Linked DNA regions of Bombyx mori: region 1 is linked to region 2. Evidence: chromatin contacts called from public Hi-C data. All regions are on one chromosome and are shown on one strand. Each heading gives the region's core, a stretch centred on a gene start, on an enhancer-like site or on the middle of the called end of the contact. The rest is flanking DNA. Distances are from core to core; before and after follow the strand shown.

Region 1 (6,538 bases), core at 928-3,427, 67 kb after region 2:
TGATAAAGAATTATTTGCATAATCTATGACAAACATAATGGCATATTTGAAGTTATTATCTAATAATGGTCCGTCCTGTTCAGTCAGAGGATATGGTTATGTAGTGCATTCCCATCTTCGAACTGACACTGCTACAGTCTTAGCAATATTGCTAGTTTTTCGAATAAATTTTCCTAGATAACTAAGCCCATCTGCATCACTATTACTTCCCTGTCTCAATCCTTCAGCTAAGAATTCCACATACGTTACTCAAGGATGGCAAATCGAACCTGAACCCTGACCTTCTAATATCTTGTCTAGGAAAACTTCTTACCTACGGTATTTGTTACATAACAAAAAGTTAATTTCATGTTATTCTGTTTATTTTAGAGTTCGTAATTCGTAAAACAATATTGATGATATTGAAGTGAATACAAAATGAAACGACAATAATGAGTTTGATCGAAGCATTTGATTGCTGGCGGCGGTACCGAATCGTGCTCGCTTCCATACACATAAATATTTTACGGTGCACTTCTTTATAGCGGTGTTATTGAATAGTCGCGGTGCTGGTGCCATGCGAATCTCAAAGCACGTATGCTCGAGATGGCAACTATTGAAATTGAATATCAGCTCGATATTGTTTTATTAGCAGTTATTTTACTGGTGGAATTATGAGCTCACGAAAGTAATTACCGCCTACCTACATATATCTGCGTGAAACATATCCCGGCACGTAACGTAGGATAGCCGTAATTACAAAAGCATTTGAGACATTAATCTTACGTCTCAAGGCGGATCGTGGTTCAGTTTTGATATTCTATATGCTCCGATAATCACTAATACCGAAGACCAGTGAGCTAGTCTATTCACTTATAGCAAAAACATTATGAATTTATTGTTATTATACAAAGCTGCAAATACTGAACCGTTTCCTTCTAGATTTCAGAAATACGCAGATAACACGTTGAGGTGTTATTGAATACATCGTAACGGGGTGAGCGGGAACACGAGTACACGGTGTCGCTGAAGGGGAAGTGGTAAGGTCGCGTTTGAAAGTGAGATGCGAGGCGCCAGGAGAGCAACAAATTAAGTCCCCGCGGGGAGCGCCCGCCCACGCGCCCGCGTTGAGAGCCGGCTGCGATAACGTCGCGCCGAAGGCGAAGGGAAAACTTGAATATTTCCAACGAATTACGTAACCAAATTTGCTGAATAAAAGTTGGCGTACGTGCCCCGACAAGTGGCAAAGTATTATTGAACTTATCTTTACATTGTAATTACGAATTTAGCAACGTTTAATTATCGAATACGAATAGGTAAGTACATTAAAACCCGGAAAATGTTTTTCAATAACTTGAACCAAGAAATGTAAATTTTAAGGAATAAAACACAATAATGTAAATCAACATAGAAACTCACTTATCCAAAAGGTATTTAATTCAAGCACTAACGAAAATGTCCCTAAGCAGTAATTTGTATTATCATAAAATTCCGACCCTAAGGACTTAGCGTCGATCAAATATACTTACTTTATTAGAAAGAAAAAAAGTAATTTCATCTGAAGAAAATATACTTTTATTGGTCAATACAGGGGTGCCATTTCATATTATGTTATTCGAAAAATGATACACGCGTTTCACGAGAGAAATAAAACTCTTACCGCAACATAAACTTTTTCACATAAAGTCATAAATATTTGGTTGCTCTTTCTATCATTCTCTCCCAGCTTCAACATTTGGAAAGAAAAGTAAATAATTGTAAAGTTCTTAATACAATAAAAAAGCTTCCACCTTTTCTGGTACCATAGTAGTAGTGTTGGTATAATTCATTCGTATTGACTTCGAAAGAGCTTTTAAAAATGTTGATTGAATTCAATTTAGGAAGCAATTTTAATGTGCTATTAAAATTGTTATAAAATTTTAATAGCATATTAAAATTGTCGAGTCGCGAATGCCTGCTTCTGAAACATCACAGCTGGACTTAAACAATCGCAAAATAATAGGGAGCGCGATTCAGTTGATGACGGCATTTTATAAAAAGCCGAGAGAGATCTGCCAATAGCAAAGCTTAAGCAAGGGTATAAAAATTAAATGGGTAGAAGGCGTTTTTACAAGTTTATCGAGCGTTCTACATCGGGCAGACATCTAATGGGCTCGTAGGCGCCGCGCGCGCTGCCTGTCTGTCTCGGCGGCCGGTGACGTGCACCGCTCGCCAGACCATACCAATTTCCGATCGATAACTAGCTTTAATATTAAAACTTGCGACACGGCATGATGTGTCGTGGACAGTGGACCACGAATAATAAATTATATAGATCAAGTACGTAAGTGTGGAGTGGAGTGAGAACAAAAAGGTCGGAATGGCGGCTACTAACACAGTAGCGCGGTCGGTTGCCCCTTGGCTTTGCTTTTAATGCGGATTTATTGACTCAAATTAATCGTGTAAGTAGAGACTGGCTCGAGAAAACTTGCGTGAAACGCGATAAAGGGCCTCTGTTAGTTCCGATAGCTGTTCGCTGTGATTCAACCGACTTTCATTTCGGGTAAAAGCCCCAAAAGGACGGAATGTATTTATTTAACTTTAGAATTTTCCGTTTGAAACGTATTTACAAAAGGATCCACGAATTTTTCTGATACGGGTGTAGTGTTTCAAGATGGTTCAGGCTGTTACGTTAAATAAGCCTGGGTCTACGGAACGACATGTCAGGCCACAATCTCATTTGTACTTCCCACTACAGCGAGCGACATGTGGGAAATGAGATGCGATTAGCACCAGTAGGTGAACATCTTACAATAAACTCTGCAGTAGAGAGTTCCTGCAAACCGTTTGTGAATATTCAATATATTAATAAAGTAAAAATAAACATCGCACATGACTGCGATGGGTCATTAAATTTTATAATATCAAATTGCTTCAGCCTTACCGTGGGTTTTAGCGTACAACTTGACTGGATCTAATGTATAGGCTCAAGATTCCTTTATATTTATTTGGTATCTAGTCCGCAATTTCCAGTGCGATTCTCTAAAAGCCATAAGTTGCATACCTATAAGTTACATTACGTCCACTAATCGTCAAGATCGACTTGTTAGTATCGACATCATATATGTATTTGCGTTGTTTAGTCAAATACGATAGAATTCTAACCGTCTTTTAGAAGCCTTTAACACCGGCCTGGTATTTGGTAAGCTGCCAATTAATTCAATTACTTCACATTGCTCTATATCTTCAGTAACAAATAATATAAATGTAAATTTTTTCATTTCAATGATCCTATCATGAATGTTAGAGGCGAAATAGAGTTCTGTAATGGGAAGCAAGAATCATTCGAAGCCGCTTACACTAGCACCGCTTCGGGACTGCATAATACATCGCAGGGAATGCACTACAGTGTGATCCCTTTCTAGACAACGTAAGTACGATTCGTACCCTGAATGGAAAGTTCTATCGACGTTACTTCTACTTTTGGACAGTAAAGACACCAGCGGAGAGAGCTTTACACGGTTTCAAAGTAAATTGACAAAGTTTTGAGTGTGACATCTCTTTGTCTTCTTACAATGGAATATCGAGCGTGTTCAATTATTTATGACTAATTGTTCATTCGCATATGCGAGTACAAAGTTTGGCCTCAGGTAGAGATAGATACTCGAACATAATACAGACGGCAGCTGTGTTTCAACAATACGTATCTAAAACATAATCAAAACGCAATCAAACAGTCAATGACAATATTCAGAAGTTTGTTTCTAAGCCATTAGAAATGGAATTTGGCATTTAAAGCATGAAAACAATTAAAGTCAATGTCGTTAAATTCAATGCAAGAATTTTGTTATTGCTAGCCACTAATAATACTACAGATCGTAAATGTGTTTTGTTAACATTAAATGTGTGTTGTTTTAAACTTCACTGACGTCATAAATGTTGTCGTCGTATGACTTGTTTATTTCAGTGCAGTTTTTAAATATATCGATATATATTCATTGGCCTGTTTTTTTTTCTTTTTCAGAAAATTAATTTAGTACCGATTTAGAAGTTATTGCAACTACGTCCACAGACTTAAAATATGTATGTATTAGATGAATTCAAATTTTAGAAAAGGAATTCAGTTTTGTAGACCTACAAACACGGTTTAACTTAAAAAAAAAATTAAATTTTTATCTTACAATTTATATAGCCAAAATAAATAGTTTCTTCTTCAAACCATTTGTGGGTAGCAAAAATAATCCGTTTCAGTTGCGTTTTTTTCTCAGGTACAAAACTAACAAAGACCTGGCTTAGCACATATCTAAAATAATTTACTTCATTTACTACAAGTTTAGTTTAATTTTTCATTTTGAAATTTGAAAGTAACTAAGAGAATATTTTACTAGTTACACTAGCAGAAGTGGCGCTATGTTGCCCAATTCGTGCAAGGTTAAAGTTTATTATTCAATTACGCCTCGAAGTAGATACAACTTTATTTGTGATGGGTTGATTAAGACTTCCCCTGCAATCCAAATAGTGTAAGCTGTACAACGATTGGCCTTATAAGCTTGAAAACAAGAAATAATCGTAGCTGGTGTTAAATAGCATCGAAGTCTGACGTAAAATATAACATAGTAGTGATGGGTGGGTCTTCCAAATTATTTAAATAAATTGAATACATATTTTTTGTCCGTTTTAAAGATATAATGATAATTATTCGAGAATTGTTTTGGTCTATCCGAAAACGCATATGGTAGTGTGATTAGTTATCGTATTACATGAATAAATTTTACTTTCACGTTTATAACTAGGATCCTTTGTATATGTATCATCATCATCATCATCGGCCTATAGCAGTCCACTGCCAGACACAGGCCTCTCCAATTGCTCGCCACTGAGCACGGTGTATAATGTTTAAAAATTTTGGGATCAGATCGAGTCAGAGTTTTGAGTCATTCTTTTTTGATTGCCGCAATATTTGCCACGGAATTAATCTTGATAAATGTGACAGAGATAGTAAATTACGTAAGTATTAATTAAAAAAATAAACTTTGGCTGCGCAAATCATTTTATACTATAATTTTTATGTTGAACGTGATGTCATTGCAGTTGTCTATGATTATTTCCCATAAAGTGGTCAGTACTTACTCAAAAGAGAGCTCCTTTACAATGATATATGACTCCGGGATGAAATCTGAAACAAACATAATTAATTTATTAGAATGATGATGGACAAGTATACGTACGTATCAATTTTAAATCAATTAAGGACTGACATTTTATCGTGATCGTGAAGAGTTTTCTCCCTGAACTCTGGTTATTTAATCAACCACAGCGGCGCATATGAATCAATTCAATAAAGTTGAAAGTATGGAAGCGCAAATTAATTTATTGGATCCTATAACGATCGTATATTAAAAGATAGCAGCCACCTCGGCGCAAATATGTTATTTATGTTGCAAATTTCCCAGTCGAGAGTCGAAATAATAATGAAGTTGCGGCGGGATTCCTGCAATGTTTTCGGGTCCATCGCGATTCTACTTATATGATTCGCTATTGTCCAACGAGATAAAAAGCTGCGTTTTAAAAACTCCATTATGGGTCGGCTTCGCGTTGACACAATACGCATTAACCAACAAAATGAGAGCCTTGTAGCTAGTTACGGAAATAAAAGTCGTTATTATGAATTGCGCGGCGATGGTGGCACGGGCGCCGGGCGGGACCAGGTAAACACTGTTATTTGCATTACACGCCCCGGCCCTTGGCTAGGATTTGTGACATCCGCCGGTAAGCTCAGCGAACGCTCTCTCACGGCGTCTCTAATTATTGTTGAATTCATTACGGCGCAGGTGACATGTACAAGATTGGATTTTGTGAAAATATCTTTACAAGGTTTATAACAAGGCTAGTCTTAGTCTTATTTTATTTCTAGCTGCCTGATTTTTTGTCTGCCTTGCTTTTGATATATTTAGTCTTTAGAACTAAATATATCAAAGCCTTCTTCAAACGAGGCTTGTGGAGAGTATTAAGCGGTAGGCAGCGGCTTGGTTCTGCCCCTGGCATTGCTGAAGTCCATGGGCAACGGTAACCACTCACCATCAGGTGGGCCGTATGCTCGTCTGCCTACAAGGGCAATAAAAAAAAAAAAAAAGAACGTTTCCTTGCTTTTTTGTCTAATATTTCTAATACTGTTTGGTTACTGTTGCGGTAAAAATCTTCTAAGACTTTCCAACTAAACGAACTTTTTTACTGTCAAAGCTTGACAGACGGCCTACCTGCTATTAAATTGCCACCGGAGTCAGTACATACCATAAACTAAATGCCACTACCAGCCTTATTATGCGCGGCCTCAATTGTATCGATAAAGGCTATCTCACTCTTCTCGCGTCCATGCTTTACGGCAGAAATAGACAAGATGATGGTATCTACCCGTGCGGACTCACAATACGCCCTAGAACGAATATTTGTTTACGTAACTTCAATAATGCTATTTCCAAATTTTCTTTCAAGTCTTTTCAATGAATATGATGAATCACCCAGGGTTTGATTTTGAGCTTAGTTGTAAAATAATTAAAAGTCGACTTGGTTTAAGCCTTTA
Region 2 (6,705 bases), core at 4,182-6,681:
TAGGATACAAAGATAGGACACGTTCATAAAACGGACACAATTTCAAGGATTTATTAATGTACTGATTCGTCTGTTAACTAAAGGACCGGGGGATTATAGGAGGCCGGTGATGGTGCGACGCGATCGGCGATGGCAGCATTACCTGCGGGGCGAGCAGGGCGAGACTGATCGGATCCAGCGTGGTGAGATGACCAGCGGCCGCGCCCGCGCCGCTCATGCCGCCCACCTCGACACAAAACCACACAAACACGCTACTCATCGTGCGAGGGTCTGCCCGCGCTTGCGCCCTTTCATCCTCGACGTGTCTTATAGCAAACATTCAGTTACAACATTCTCTTTATTATTATTATTATTTTCATATGTTTCCCCTTTCTCAGTTCAGTCTGTCGACAGAGCCGGTGGAACTGTATATACGGGCTTTTGGCCAAGTAATATACTTTAGTTATGAGTTAATAATTATGCTAGTTTTTATTGCGTGTAGTAAGTTTGGTTTTCTTCTTCTTCTTATTATTATTATTATTATTATTCCGCGCCTATTTATGTTAAAGGTTATCGGGCCTGAATTGATGTTGAAACGTCGAGGAGTCAAGGGTCACTATATTAGCGACAGTGTGAACGGTGAAAGTGGAGGAGATGTTTCGGTGATTAATCTGCATACCGCTTATCCCAAATTCAAACATTGTGAGTATATTTAGAGTAATAGTCATGCGACTTTAGGAAAAAGTACATGCGTAAGCAGTATAGAGCGATCGGCCATATGGCGAGATTTAAGTTGTGCCACTATTATTAAATTAGTTTCTATAATCACAACATATCATTGTCGTTTCAACGCCACTTCTGAATCGAAGCAAGTTCTGTAACCGACGTTGATGTTTCGTTGACATTACTATGAGGTCTCGTTGTTGGAAATGCGTCGTAAAAGTCGTTTAAAACATGATGTGTTTGTACGGTTACATTAGTATACTAAAAGGACCTACTTACATAAACGAATTCAAAGCTACCTACGCACTATAAGGCACAACTTAAACTTTAATACTTCATAATTCTACGTGTTCATAATTATATAAAAAAGTAGTTAGCGAGTACACCGAAAGCTGCGTGTTGCGTGCAAAGAACGCCTACTATTTCGAGGACCGATCGCTCAAAGCATTGAATACTTGAAGGATAGGATAAATTACTCACCACGGCGGGCACCTGACCGGGCAACACTTGCCCGGGTGTCAGACCCATTTGCTGCATTAGTGCGTTCTTCAGGGCTAGATGATTCCTGCCGTTGATCAACAGCTGATCCTTCAGGTGTTGTGGCGGATGGAAGTATTTGCAGGGTGGCTTCTCGCGGTTACACCGTCCCTGGAATAACGTTCATAGAAAATTTAAATCCATGTTTCTTACGAGCTCTTTTTTTACATTCTTCAAAACAATTATTTAAATATGATAAACTTGAAAATGTTGCGCTAAAATGACAGACTTAATATGAATTGACGTTAATGACATGTAATATTATTAGATTATTAATCGAGTATCTGTTGACCGCTTGTAGTTGAAAAGGTTTTGATACGATATTTCAGTTTGTCTATTATCATTAAAATATATTCCTATTTAAAACGTAAAAATTCGAAAATATACGAGGTAAATTAAATTTCATAATACATAAATAGACGCATTTAATGTACTGTTTTTATTTACCTAATATGGACAAAATCTTGTGAATCCTAGAACACATCCATATGTATACTGTCATAAAAAAAAAACATTATTTTCCGATAACTAATTGCCTAGAAGAAATCGTCGCAAAAGAAAAAGACTGTGTACATTATTTTACAGGGCGTTTAACCTCGGAGCAAATTTGCTCTAATTTTCAACATTAATGACGAACAAGATAGTCGTTTTATGAATAGATATCCAGTAAATCCGCGTATAATTAAATTGTATTCGAACAATCTAACATAAGACTACACAATAATCCGAATTTCTTAACATTTCAGCATAGCACGAGTGAGCGTTTTATAAAGGACTAGCGGCCCGCTCCGGCTCCGCTCGAGTCTTTAACAAAAATTTCAACGATGTTTGACGTTGTTTTATTTTTTAAAATAAAATAACGCTTATTGCGGCATAACTATAATAGTTAGACATATGCTGCCGCGACACTTTTTGTAAATAATAATGTGTTCTACAAAGTCGTAGTACATTATTTTATTCTATCATCAATAGTTTTCGCAGGGCACGCGATGTAAAGAATATTTTAGGTAATTTTTTTTACACCTCGGGATTACATTATTGGAGTTTTAGTAAGGATCCTTAATTTTTTTCAAAAAAGATTATAGCCTATGTCACTCGGGAACAGTGTAGCTTCCAAACAGTGTAAGAATTTTTCAAATCGGTTTAGTAGTTTCGGAGCCTGTTCAATACAAACAAACAAACAAATCTTTCCTCTTTATAATATTAGCATAGAAAAGAAAATGAAAAGCGTTTATCGCAGTAACAAAAAAAAAAGACGTACACAAACAAACCCGGTTTGAATATTCAACACTGAGCTGGGGACTCGGCTACTGATAATGTCCGCGAACGGGGTCGGAGTGATTTACTGAGTAACTTTTGTACAGTACGATGTTATCAAAGTACCTCTACCTCTCTCTACATAAACATTACGTTCGCAAAAAGTTGGAAGACGCATTGGATCGAATCGCACAGAAATCACATGCAGATGTGTGTGTGTGTGTACAAAATTTTCTCAGTTATTAAACTGTGACGATGCTTCCTACAATAAACTCGAAGTAGCCGACTGTATTTAGATTAACTTGTTACTGGCAGACATAATGTTAGTCGGTCGGTCCTCTGGCTGTTCAAACTCGGAATAAACTTATTATATCCTGTTAGTCGGTGCCGTTTGCATTAGCCGAGTTTCAATTCAAAGCGATCCGTTTATGAATTTCGAATGGAGGCATCGTTTTTAACTGTTATCATTATATTTTTAACGTGTCGTATCTAACGCTTATTAAATAAAAGCCATCTCTTAATTTTAGAAATAATACTGATTGAATTTTTATTATTATTATTTTTTTATTGCCCTTGTAGGCAGACGAGCATACGGCCCACCTGATGGTGAATGGTTACCGTCGCCCATGGACTTCAGCAATGCCAGGGGCAGAGCCAAACCGCTGCCTACCAAAAGAAAATAAATAAAAAAACATAGAAGCTACAAATGTGAATTTTTTAATGATTTTTTTATTGTTTAGAAGGGTAGACGAACTCACGCCTCGTTTGGTGTTAAGTGGTTACGGGAGCCCGTAGACATGCACAGCGTAAATGCCACCAATCACCTAAAGACATGAGTTCTAAGGTCTCCGTTTTTACAGTGGTACTGTAGCTGCCCTGTAGCTGCCTCACTACTATACAAGCCGACACGCATTACTGCTTCATAGCAGGAATATGTACCAACCGGTGATACTTACCCGTGCGGACTCACAAGACGTTCTACCGCCTATTGTTTCTTATGCCTCCTGCAGCGATGGGTAAAGTAGCTACACTGCATTGTAATTATATTATCTGTGCTATTCTCATATTTGCAGGCGTACTGTTCTGCACAAAATGTATTTGATATTGTGATATTTTAACCGTGAAATTTATGATCAAAGCCTCAATAGCGTTAGAATCCATTCTGTCCTTTATTCTTCGAGTTGTTTAATTTGATAGTCCACTAAAACCACCACTACGAGTAAAAAAGTGACATCTCAAAAATATGCCGCAAAGTCTCAAAAACTGTGTATTTCTTTAGTAACAAAACAATCTTGAATAACAAAAACAAAAGTTGCGTATTAAACAAAATAAAACTTTCAATATCCTCTGTTTGTTCGGGTTACGTAACGATCGAGACGAGTCCAACTCGGGGCAATAACCGCCAAAAACTAATAACATTTTTGTGTGATAGCAGGGAAGCAAACCGAACACCGAACCACCCTCGACGTTTCTCTTATACCAACAACGTACACTTGCACAATGCAATAAAAGATAACCGAAACGTCCAGAAGAAATTCATTACTTTCCATTCTTTTAGTGTCATCTATATATTAATAGGTGAAGCAAAACTTTGTATCCCTTTTTACGAAAATTGCGCGGACGGAGGAGTATGAAATTTTCCACACTTATAGAGAATATAGAGAAAAAGTGCACAATGCTAATATATTTTTTTAAATAATGCATAAAAGATACATGAAATCAATCAAGAAAACATTACACACACTACATACCATGTATTTGACGCACACACGCATGCATACTATTTATTGTCAAACTTTTTGACGTCTGTGGTCAAATTGAGAATAAATTAAATATTTTTTGTCTTTATTAATATTTTTTATAGTGTGGCCTTGACGAAATTTGTGATTATAGAAGTATAAAATACAATCATAATAGTGTACAAACTTACAATTCCAATTAATTATAGTCGAATTTTGACTACTGCGGGACGGACCTCTAGTTTCATAAATTTCTGACTGAGTCATTTGAAATAACAAAAATGGAAATCCGTAACTTGGCACCTATACTAAAAAGAACTGCACTTAAGCGACATCAATGAACTGAGACGCTCATATCTCGTTACCGTGAGAGCATTAAAGCGCCAAGTGCACTCTGCAATTGTAACGTGTATAACGAACGGGGCCCTGGTTCAGAGTATACTGGCGCGTGCCGACAACCTCGTCGCTCTTGCCAAAATCAAATAAAACACTACTCTAGTACCTATAAAAAGCAATTAATTTTAATTGAGATACCTTTTTCTGAAACGATTCTGATTTCCACCTGATGGTCGTCCGGAAGAGATTGGTCTTCGCCATAAGACCGCCCATTGTCTTTTGTACTTAATGATTTGCATTGGATTTTTTTTTGCCTTAAGAGGCTGTTTCAGCGTAACCTTAACTAGTAGGTGAGCTCACAGGGCTCAAACCGGAGTGATACTAACACTGACCCTAGCAAGAGCAGTGCTTCGCAGAATCTACCACCGGATCGGAAACGCGACCCACTAAGAAGATCCGGCGAGAAACTCAGTGGGCTGTGTCTAATTCGCTCGTCGAGCCCTTCGTCGCAAGCGACGGGTTCGACGAGGATGGTTACCGGTGCTTGTGGTACCTAAAAGCACCGTTAATGGATCGGGAGGATCCTTAATGACGTGTAAATTGGTATTATTGTATACCATAAGCATACACACCCTACTCTACTAATTTTCGGAACTCCAAACATCCCTATAAGTATTTTATTCCCAAGTGTACATATTTCTTATTAAACATTATGTATGCGGCAGACGCTATTAATCAAACGATGTCCTGTAACTAAACAAACAAATAAGTAGAGTCGTTTGCGAAGAACGCACAATATGCGAGCCACGTGGTTGTTAACCGATTAGAACGTTCGATCAGATTGATGGATTGGCGGCACGCTGTCGTCGGAGCGCGGTCAACCGTACGCGCACGCCGCGCCTAGTCTTTCATCTATTCCACTATTGGCCGAACACGTGCCTCGACCAATTGACACGAGGAAAACAATGAGCTAACGAGCCGATGAATGACACGACCCCGCGCGATCTGACCCGGAGTCCACTTGTACGCGTGAATATGGCTGCCAGAAATATTTGGGGGCAGACGGGAATAGAACCGACCGGTATACTGTGCCAACAACCAGATGCGTTAGAGATAGACGGTGGAACACCTACGACACGTGGATCCTCGAGTCTATAAATAAATTTCAATTTCATTCTCAGAAGCGAATCATAAGCTTTTTAAAGTAATAATAACCACTGAGGAGATGTTAATTTTAATCGAACTTATTTATATTGTTATTTTATAATAGACCTTTGATTAAAATAAGCAAGGCGGTAGGTTAATATTACAAGCGTAGGTATGTAAAGGGACAAAAAATAAAGCAATAAATATAAAAAAAGATATCCTCGAATAAGGTCGAATGTCCCGATGGAGTTGATTATTAAAGGGTTCTTCCAGGATCGAAATACAAAATCGTAGGTAACACGATCACAATGTAAGATCCGGCCCCGGATGCCGCAATATATTTTTTTTGGTGTAAGTTAAAACGGAGGAAAGGTGGAAATCTAATTTGCAAAATTTTGTGGTCGGGAAGGGAATTAGGTAGGCAAGCAAAGTCAATTCCGAAAGTAAGTAGAATTTGAATTTAAAATGATTTATAGAGGCGCTAGGGAGTGGCTAATGAGGCGTCATGCGAGAGGGGCGCGATTACGCCTCGCAGGTGCGTATTTTTTACACAGCGGCCTCTTGACGGCCGACTATGGCGTTCGATACGCCGTAACTAACATGTTGATGACGTAATGTTGAACACGCCTACAATCCAATAAACACATCACTACTACAATATTATGTAAGAATAGAAACTAAATATTTGAGGTATAGAGGTTTTCGAATGGCAGAGAATAATACTACAGTAAGTCCACGTTAAGTGGTTAAATAATATCTATATAAAAAAATGGTTTGCGAGATTTTCCCCCGTAACAGCACAAGTGGCCGGTGGAGAACAAGGGCCGTTTAGTTCTTGTTTGTTACGAAATTAAAATGAACGAGTTTGCTTGCCCACTTATGTTACTAGCTTTTGTTTCTCGACTAAACACGGGAATGTCGGGTTCTTAGTAAAACAAATTTAGTTAATTTTGTAAGTGTCGTTTGTAAATGACGTGAGTACCGAAGC

Evidence for each region. Hi-C and Micro-C count contacts between places; a contact is called where the count stands out from the background.
Region 1: a Hi-C map of midgut shows a contact between it and region 2, with 1.7 times the contacts expected there. The contact joins two enhancer-like sites. A contact is called at or near these places in 2 of 7 Hi-C or Micro-C datasets (midgut and whole pupa).

The regions. Positions count from the first base shown.
Region 1 is chr4:6,932,629-6,939,166 of ASM3026992v2, forward strand. It overlaps LOC101735337 (protein muscleblind), which reads right to left. Exons shown (of 11, transcript XM_062668121.1): 3 at 5,089-5,134. Among protein-coding and RNA genes, the nearest start is that of LOC101747130, 95 kb to the left of the region's middle. Within about 2 kb of position 2,178, at least 5 of the 8 cell types and tissues checked have open chromatin away from gene starts, as enhancers often do.
Region 2 is chr4:6,862,025-6,868,729 of ASM3026992v2, forward strand. LOC101735337 (protein muscleblind) reads right to left here. Exons shown (of 11, transcript XM_062668121.1): 5 at 1,183-1,350; 6 at 143-226. Among protein-coding and RNA genes, the nearest start is that of LOC101747130, 24 kb to the left of the region's middle. Within about 2 kb of position 5,432, at least 4 of the 8 cell types and tissues checked have open chromatin away from gene starts, as enhancers often do.